Regions from separate parts of the Gossypium hirsutum genome. Here region 1 is linked to region 2. A link is a contact called in public Hi-C data. All regions are on one chromosome and are shown on one strand. Each heading gives the region's core, a stretch centred on a gene start, on an enhancer-like site or on the middle of the called end of the contact. The rest is flanking DNA. Distances are from core to core; before and after follow the strand shown.

What was found. A called contact is a pair of places that touch in the nucleus more often than the background predicts.
Region 1: a Hi-C map of leaf shows a contact between it and region 2, with 2.3 times the contacts expected there. The contact joins the promoter of LOC107932573 here to the enhancer-like site in region 2. A contact is called at or near these places in 7 of 34 Hi-C or Micro-C datasets (anther, callus, leaf and 1 more).

Annotation. Positions count from the first base shown.
Region 1 is chrA12:6,740,514-6,745,432 of Gossypium_hirsutum_v2.1, reverse strand. LOC107932573 (myb-related protein 308-like) reads right to left here and starts at 2,444. Exons shown (of 2, transcript NM_001327349.1): 1 at 2,182-2,444; 2 at 1,577-2,087. The coding sequence starts at 2,444. The coding sequence ends at 1,577.
Region 2 is chrA12:6,706,423-6,711,873 of Gossypium_hirsutum_v2.1, reverse strand. No RefSeq gene overlaps it. Among protein-coding and RNA genes, the nearest start is that of LOC107921438, 24 kb to the right of the region's middle. Within about 2 kb of position 2,898, at least 5 of the 9 cell types and tissues checked have an H3K27ac peak or open chromatin away from gene starts, as enhancers often do. A contact at or near this core is called in leaf, where this site is marked.

The DNA.
Region 1 (4,919 bases), core at 1,195-3,694, 34 kb before region 2:
TATTTCACTTAAAAATATAACTAATTTCGGTAACATTTTAGATAAGAAACTGATAAAATAGTTAGTTACTTTTATAGATAAATATTTTTATAAAAAGTAAAAGAAAAGTAAAAATAAAACATAAAATATCGATTCCACAACATATTCCGCTATTATAATTAAATGTTGATATAAAAGTTGATTATTATAGAGAGGGGTGAGTCTTAACTCAATTGGCATCGATATTATTGTCAGAGCAGGAGGACGTGAGTCTAGTGCACTCAAGCACATTATTCTCCCATATAAGAGTTAGGGAAGAGTTATGAATAGTTATAAGCATTGTATTAAAAAAAAATATGAATTTACCTAAATTGAGTAAAATAAGATTAATGGTTCCATCAAAAGAGCTGCTTGATACCTAAATTTTGTCAAACGTTGGAACATTTAATAAATATTGAAATGCAAACATTGAACCTGCAAACTAATAAAAGTTTGTTTGCAGTAGTACTCTCTATTTTAAGTGTTGATGATCATGTGGAATCATTTTCAAGGGAATTTAGTCGTTAATTTGTGAGCCAATTCCATTAGGTAAGTTAGGCAACCTCCAAAAATGCCAATAAATTCGATTGATCCTATAATGGTGAAATGAAATTTGAAAGGTGGAACTTGGGAAGGGGTATAGCTGTCGAAAAGTTTGGGATTAATTTGATTCTAAGAATAACATATGTATAAACACAAACAGATTTTATGTATAACATAATATATATATTTTATCGTAATTAGGTTAATTAAATTTTTGTATCGTGAATATTTTTTTTGAAAAGATAAACGATTGATATATGGAAAGGATAAATCAAGTAATTAATAGCATGGATGGTTGGGGGCTGATGGCGAAGATGATTAATGAATGGTTAGTTGAAAGATGGTACTACGGACAGTTAGTTTCTTAAGAGCTTTTATTAGAGGGGAAGGGATAGCCTACCCACCACTTTCTTCATCTTTTCTTCTTTAACTTCTCCTCCTCTCGTGGCTTATCCACTGCTAAATCAATATCAACCCCTTTCTCAGAACCACTCTGAACCATTTGTCCCCCATTAAAACTTCTTGAAAAAATGTGTTTTAAACTCTTAATAATGATGTTCAATTATTTTTAAAAAATTTTCAAAGTGTTGTTTCTTTTATATAATTTTTTTTTAAATGAGGGTTATCATTTCTGAAATAACAACAAAAACACAAAGTTAAGGCAGAGGAATAACCCTTTTGAAGATCTGATCAATTATCATGGGTCTGACAAACCTCAACTTTTTTTCTTGGAAAAGAGAGGTAAAAACAAAATTGTAAAAGGTTTAAAAAGATAAAGAAAAGAAAGAATAATCCAAATAAATGAAAAAACATTTGTTGAATAATGATCACCTGTATCATTACTCTCTATATATGTATATAATCATACAAATTAGAGGTGATCAAACAGAAAATTAAAGGGGTTTTTTTAAAACTAAATAACAATCTCTTGGTCAATTAATTCTCTCCATTTCTGCTTAAGCTACATGGTTAAAAAAAGAAGGAAAAAAAAATTCCACATTTCCCTCTGAAACAATCATTTCATTTCCAAACTTCTGTAATCCAAGAAACCAGTTTTCAAGCCTAAGAAATCATAGGCAGTATTGGTGTTGTTGCCACTGCTGCTGGCAGCAGTATCGATGCTGCAAATGCATTGTTTGCTGTTTTTAACTCCCAAACTGCAAAATAAACAGAGGGTTTTCCCTCCAGTTTTGAATGGATCTGCGTGCTGCTGGGTTTGATGGTAAGGAGGTGGGCTGATTCTTAGGTCCAAACTTAAGTCTGGACACCTTTCTTCAACTGCTGGGATTTTCTTCTCATCTGTCTCCACAAAACCATTGGGGTTATTCATCTTGTCATTTTCTTGTTTAACACCATTGAAGGATATTGTGGATGACACATCCTGATGAACACCTGCCTCACTCAGTGGCCTGTGAGTCGCTGGATCGATTCCTCTGTTCAATAGCTTCCTCCTTATGTGTGTGTTCCAGTAATTCTTTATCTCATTATCCGTTCTTCCTGGTAATCTCCCGGCTATAAGAGACCACCTGTAAATCAATTTAAAAACCAATAAGGATTTGAAATTTTGCAAAAAAAAAAAAGAAAAAAGAAAAGTAACGCAAAGTTGAACATAATACTTACTTGTTGCCGAGAAGGCTATGGAGCTTGATAATGAGTTCATCTTCTTCCTCAGTGAAGTTGCCACGTTTGAGGTCAGGTCTTAAGTAGTTGATCCAACGAAGCCTGCAACTTTTGCCACAACGGAGAAGGCCAGCAGCCTTAGGGAGAGAACGCCAGCAACCTTCACCGTGGGCTCGGATGTAAGCGATGAGGCGATCATCTTCTTCTTTGGTCCATGCACCTTTGTTTGTATGAGCTTTCTCACAGCAAGGAGACCTTCCCATTTTGGGATTTAGAAAATAGAAGCAGCAGTAGGGAAACGGAAACGAAGAAGGGTGGAGTTTGGTGTGGGTGGGAAGAACATTGAAGCCGGCCCTTTATGAGAGCTTTAGATGCAGTTTTATAGCCTTTTGACTCTTACTCTCACTTACCCACACAACAGGAGAGAGAGAGAGAGAGAGAGAGAGAGATGTGACCCTAATTTTCTTCTAGATGTGAGTTGGTGAGACAGGTTTGGGGGAGTGGCCGGTGGTGGGCTCTCTCTCCCCCTTTTTTCTAATATATTAATACACAATGAAAAATTTTAATGTTATAATTTATAAGTGAAATTGACACATTTTCTATTTATTTTTAAATATAAAATAAATAAAATCGCGAGCGCCCCAATAATCATTCTATGTTAATATAAGAAAATCACAAGTTATAAACATCGCTTAGTTATATTTAAAAAAAAAAACTAAAAATTTAAGCAGCATTTGTTGATATAGTTTTCACAAGAATGATTAAAATTGTAGGTGCATAAAATAATTATCATTAATATAATCTGTTTTGATGATATGAGCATGAATGAATAGATAATAAATAAAAAAAGAGTAGGTAATCTTCAGGTAGGTATTAAAGTATGGGCAAGACAAAAGGGCTAGTTTGGATGGGCGGTGTGTTTACCTCCGGTGAGGTTAAAAATAGCGGTGGCGGTGAGATTTGTTACTGTAGCAGTGAGATTGGATACTGTAGCGGTGAGATTAGAAACAGCGGTGGAGTGTGTGTTTGGATTCAAACGCAGCTGTAGCGGTGAGGTGAGAATAAAAAATGACTATTAAGGACATGATATTAGAATTGATATAAAATAGAAGTTTTTTAAATTATTTTACTTTTTTAAAAATTATTAAAATATGTGAATTTATAAATTCATTTAATAAAAAATTAAAATGTATCTTCCAATATTTTAATAAATTATATAATTAAATTAAATTATTTATTAGATAAAATGATAATTATTTTTAATTTTTTTAATACTTGTTATTGGAGACTTTTAGTTTGAAGATATTAAGACAATTGCATGTGCGTAAAAGTGCAAATGTTTTAAGTTGAAACCTCAAGTCAAAATTTTGGATGCTATTAACAAAGCTCCTATTTTGGATCCTATTTTGGTTTTTAGGAATCCAAAGCTCAGTTGCTGTTAACAACAATGCATCAGATGATGCAGATGAGGGTAGGAGAAAGGGATTTTTTTCTTTCAACCTTGTCATGCAATTTTTTTCTTTCATCTCTAATTTATTTCTCTTTGTTGGTTTTAAGTAGATAGGTTAACTCTCCATCTTTCTCTCTCAATTTCCCCCATTTTTCTCACTGCTTTATTAGTGATTTTTTTTGTTCTTTGGCAGAAAATAAGTTGCCACAGCCTAGCAGCATGGGAAACAAAGCCCTTATTGTCAAAAGGTAAGTTTAGTTCTATGGATAATGATGAGATTGAGAGTTCACAGAACCTGTCTAAGCAACCCAATCTTGTTTCATATCTAAAAACCAAGCTCAATGCTCAAATTCAAGTCTTATTCAGCCAAAGATCCTAGCTTTCAAGCTAAAAATGATGAAATAAAATCAAGTAGAACTCAACAAATCACAAGAGCCCAATCAATACAATAGATAATTGAACAACTCCAGCTGTTGGCTGTGTTTTTGTCTGCAAGAAAACTATTTGCAAGAAAACTGGATAAAATTGTAAAATAATAAATGAAAATATGGGCATTTTTGTCTGCAAGAAATCTATTCTGCTGGCTGTGTTTAAGCTGGAGGTTTTACCTCCAGTTGGAAATGAGGCTGCCAGTGAGATTGAATTCTTCAGCTGCACCTCACCGTTGTTTCTCCAAACGTCATCACAGTGCAGGGAAAAAGAATATTCCCTCAAAATCCCATCTCACCATGGCTGCGTTGGCATCCAAAGGAAGCCAAAGTGTGATCTCTAGTTCCCGCACCCATTTATTTTATATAGTATTTTCATTTTAACCTTTTGTATTACTTAGAGTTGAGATTAATAATTTAGTTAGCTTTAATTATCTTTGCTCCACCTCAGTAGACAACATGTACCGGAATACATGTTCTAACTTCTCTATATATCATACAATATTATTATATTGTTGGAACTAACATCCTCAGCCACAGGTCTTTGGAATATTAGTAATCCCCGTCTCTTTTGCTATTATTTTTTAGAAAAATGATTGATTGTGTGATTCAAGCATAAAATATTTAATCCATTGGTCTTTTTGTTACTGTTAGATCCAATCCTTGGAGAAAGTAAAAAAATAATTTCACGAGGATTAAGAAAATTCTATTCATTCTGTCTTTCTTTGGACTTTCTGTTAATACAATTTTTTGGTGAGAAAAATTCCGTACACACCAAAGAAATTCAAATAGAAAATGAAAAAATAGGATAATGTTCCAAGGCGTGTATCAAGTCACTATCTTTAAAGTTATATTCGCCC
Region 2 (5,451 bases), core at 1,649-4,148:
TTCTGGCCTTCATCCCTCCACTTTAAAATATTTCTCTCTCTCGATTTTCTTTCCTATTTCAGTGTTAAAAATTTTTTTCGTTAATAAATTTTTTGGTTTGAGGTATTCTTGAGTCATTAGTGATGTAATATCGCTCTGAGAACACATATTTCATATATCCTGTCAAGATGTGACCATTACCTCAAAAACCCATCCTGTGGGCGTTGGGTTATGGGGTGATTTTGCTTTATACGGTCACAGGTGGAAGTCTACATAGAGGTATCGATCAACATCTATTATGAGGTCATGGATAGGAGTATAACAGGGGAGCTAGTTACAATTGTTATACGGACATAAGCTCGAACTTTTCGGATACTCGAAGATGTTGACTTATAAATATCATACAGAAGTTTGAAGGAATAATCATAGGGAAAAATTGTGGGGCTTTCCGCTATAATCGACATAATTTTTTTTCTCTCTATTTCCCATAACTGGTATCTTTAACCTTCTTTCTTATCTCAAGGTTGACACTGCTGTTGACGAGGAGGACTCTGAAGCGGGCAATGGCTGTTGCGATGCAGTAAAAGTGATGCTCTTTTTGGGGTGACAACGATTTTCGTTATTAAACAACTCATTAATAAATAGAACTGTCGCCGCACCAACCCAAGTTTAACCTTTATTGTGCCGAAACATCCGCTCACTGCTTGAGAATCCTCTTGTATTCACCTCAGTGTCAGCCTTCAGATAAGAAAGAAAGTTAAAGATACCGACTACTTATGATTACACTGGAAAGCCCTTCGTTTTTCCCTATGATTATGACCTCAACTTATGTATGATATATATAAGGTATCATTTGCGGGTATCCAAAAAGCTTGAACTCATGACCACATAACGACCATCAATTGGACCTTGGTTATACTCGAACCTGTGACTCCATTACGGCTGCTGATTGGGACCTTCACTTAGACTTCGACCTCTAACCGTATCAAGCATTATCACCTCGAAAGCTAACTTTCATAATATGAGTTTCTGAGGTGATAATCCTATCCCGACATGATATATGAAACGTATGTATTCTGAGACGTGTTATCGCATACCCAACCCCTCAAATCTACCTATAAACTTTCACGATTTCACTTTTAAAACCCTAAACCCTAATTACTAATAAAACCCTAATCCTAACTCTAACCCTAACCCTAAGCCTAAACCTAAAAAAATTAAAAAAGAGTCTAAAGAGAGATATTGAAAGCGCGTCCAATTAGGCGCAATTTCACTCAATCTCTTCAAAATTGACTTATTTCTTTAAATTAAAAAAAACCTATTTAGTAAATTAAAAAAACAAAATTAGCATATATGCACAATTTAGCATTGATAAACCTGCGTATACCCTACCCTACATGCATTAATTGTTTGGTGCCTCACTTGTTTCAATCAGACGGCGCTTATCATCATCACAATCAGTTAGGTTGTTGGCTCTTTTAGCAATTCTTTTTAAATACATAGATTAAAGGCCTAAGAACGGATCTACCAAAATCAACAACTGAAGTGAAACACTGTCATCCTTAATTCATTCACGCACTCATCATTAAAAGCTCAAATTTAACAAATGTCAAGTATGAAACTTCAGCATCTATATTTATTCTTATTTATCAGATTAAAGTTTCATTTTTGTAGTTATAAAGATTGGGATTTTATAATTACATGATTGGTTACTTGCGATCCTAAATGTGGGTTAAGGTTGCAATAATTGGAGTGGGCTGACAAGCAAGCCAGCGCAGCAGCACCTGGATGTCATGTGCTTGGGTGGAGGAAAAAAAAGAGAGCTGTCCTAAATAGATAGATGGAGAAGCTGAAGATGACATTACCTACCTACCAACCTACCTCTTAAATCTTTTGGCTGCATGTGGGACTGCTTTAACCTTAGCGGAAGGTCAGTTTCAGACATCCAAATCCCCCTCCTCTCTCCTCGACACAAACTCACCTTACCTGACCTCAAATATTCTTATCATTTATTTCTGGTATGCATTATCCATGGGGCACTTGATTCGGATCCTTGTTTTAAAAGTTTTTGTTCCTACGGGCGTCAAAATAAAGTGTCTGTAACATACATGTCATGGGACTGTAGATCCATGTGCTTATTATTTTCTTCCAACTCTTGAATTTTCATCGTCTACGGATATTACCAATATGTTTCGATCTGTAAGAGGGGATATCATGTTAGAGAAAGCTAGTGAGACGATCAGACCAAGGTCGACTATTTGATTAGAGAATAATGCATGTTTTGTTCTAGAGAGACCAAGTAACCTTAGCTTAGGTACCTCATAAAAGTAGCTGCGAATAACTGGATCACCACGGCAGCAGCCCCAGAGACCTGTGCCACTATTACAATTAGAATAGGTAGGGCCAACAAGTTCAAAACGTTCCTTACGTTATTCTGCATAATCACTAAAGAAACCATTGCATCCTCATCCTGTCTACCATGCATCAGACAAAAGATTGGCCAAACTTGTAAGAAAAATCACACGAAAAAAGATGAAGTTCAAAGGAAATAGAATGATAATAAATCAATGATAGCTTAATTGAAGATAACATCATGAGAGAAAAATAGATGACGCCAACCAACAACTTCAATCAATTTAACCATGTACCAATCTAGGAGTTAGGTATTTACTAGTCTAGGAATCATAGCAGAATAGATTTATTTGCACAATGCTTCGGTCCAAGATTGATTAAATCAGCTAAAGATTGGTTGGCATTAGACAATGTTTTCAGCCGAATAGATTATGATCATACATAAGCACCATATAGACTCAACAAAGTACTGATTTAGAAGCAGCATAGGCTGGTGTCACGGTCACCCAAAGGTGTGGAGCAAGCCACCCTAAGTACAGGTGGAGGCCCTAAGGTGCGAATGGTGGCCAACAAGGGCCTAGGGAGGCCCCCTTAGCTGCAACAGGCCCAAAAAAGTGCACATGTGAGAAGAATGGGTCTGGGGTACCAAAAATCCGGAAGCCCAAGGAAGAGATCCAAACCTTGTGGAATAAAGTAGAACCTTTTGAAAGAGTTGTATAAAATATTCTAAAAATAAGTTCTTGATTATCTATTGTATTTGATCGTGACCGTTGGATCAAAGGGGTTTGGCATATATAAAGGAAGGCACCCCTCCATTTATAACATAAGTTAACTTATTGAGTAATAACAATTCCAGATTATCCCAACTCCCTTTTGTTCTCATTTGATGTGGGTGTGCTTCTCTAGGCCTAGAGCTTTGTTAAGGGACTCTCCGAAGCAAGGATCGAAGGTTGACTTAGGCATTGTTGGTGAAAGACTAGTGCCTAAGGTTGCATATTGGCAGAGTTAGAGTCTCGACCTATGACAAATGATATCAGAGTTAGCAGTTAGCTCTTGTGGTGAGTGAGAGATGACTACAAATCAGATAAGAGGAGCAAGCAAGGGGAAAGGGTGGTGGAGACTCGAGTGACAATGAAGAGCAAGAAAGGAGGCTCATGAGGGAGCTCAAAGGACTTTGTGGCGATCATGGAGACCTGAATGATCGATGTTGAGTCCGTAGTGAGTGATGTCCCAACTTGACTGGAGGACATTAAGGATTCCCTTGATGAGTTAAAGTCCGACATAGCGAAGTCCTAGGAGGAGATGAAGGTGTAGTTAAGAGAGGAGCTGCAAGGGGCTATGAAGGAGGCCTTAGGAGACCTTACCGGAAGGAATGAGGCCCTTGTAGTGTAACCTGTTAAGAGAGGAGCTGGAGGTGCAACTAAGAGAGGAGCTGCAAGGGGATATGTGGCGCATCATTTTGCCAGACCAAGGACCAATCCGCACTACCATCAAGACATTTAAACACTGTAATCTATTTAAAAGTTGCAGAAGCGGATCGGAGGACCACATTCACATTAACCTATCTTTCGAAGCACTATAAGAGGGTAGAAAAACACCAACTATCCGAGCGGCGATATGATGAGTGAGCACTTGTTCAAGCGTTTCCCACGACCACTCACCTTCACAGGTAACCGGGTGCCGAACCAGAGTGCTGTCTTCTAAAGGAGCACCACAGTATAGAACTGCTTCAGCGGGCCAACATCGTCAAGCCACGAATCATTCCACAAGTTGAGCAAACGTCCATTACCTATCGACCACTTAATGCCCGTAATACCCCCCCCCCAAAAAAAAAAAATTGTGTGAAATTGATCACCAAACATACTAACAACTGCTCCTCGCGATCGACAATGGGCAAATTCCTTGGACATTATTCTTAGCCCGTAAAACCTGAACCAACAGAACATTAATATTAGTAACAATGCCAAAGCCTAGCTTAAGCGAAGATACCTTGGTCTAGTCACCCATATGCTGTATCCCCAAACCTCCAGTCTCAAGAGGCGCATAACATCTATACCAGCTCACCAACGCAGGCTTACACGAAAGAATTCCTGAGCCCAAATAAAATGCCGCACTAGTCTCTCAATTTCATTACAAACTGACGTAGGAATTTAAGCTGTATTCATGAAATAATTGGGTATAGCATGTAAAACCTATTCGGTCAAGGTGATTCTTCCTACCATGGATTACCGCTTATCATTCCAGCCAGTCAGCTTTCTACGAATCTTATCAACTATAAAATGAAAGGTTTCAGTTGAAACTCGTCGATTAAAAACTGGCATTCCCAAATATCGAACCAAGTCAACCACCCAGAGAAACCCAAACTCCAACTTGGGGTCAATATTCTACAATATATAAATAATTAAAAAAACTTAAGACGGTTTAGTAAAATCATAAAAAAATTAGAATATATTCATAAAAATAAAAATGGATACTTTTAGACAATTTAAAAATTCAGTATAAGATAAAAAGTTCAAAAAATATATATTTAAAAAATTTTGAAATTAAAATTTGACTAGCATTGATTGAAGTTGACTGGAGTTGGCTAAAAATTTTTTTGTAGCTGACTATAATTTAAGTATATTTTTGGCAAAAACAAAAATTGATATAAATGTAAAATATAAGTATGGCTAAGAGCCAGCTTTATACTTAAAACATAATTTTAAAAATAAGACTCTAATCTCCGGAATATGAAATGCCTTATGGATGAAATTTTTATTTTTATTATGTTAAGTTGTTTTATGTAATATTATTGGAAGATTCATGTTAAACCTCTTATTTTTTTGCTTTTCTATCTTTGAGAATCTCCATATCAAGTATTTTATTTGTTGGTCTCAGATCTTTCATCTCAAATTCTTCACTTAGTTGGGCTTTGATCTTTTTTATCTCTCATTTATCTTTCGCTGTTATTAACATGCCATCAACATAAAGGAGTATATACACAAAAGAACCATCATTGTTTTTCTTAAAGTAAACACAACTGTCAAAGCTACTTCTAACTGCTCAAACTCCAAATTATAAATGGCTAAAATATCGAGCAAAGCTCGAATCAAACTATGCTTCACAACTAGGGAGAACACA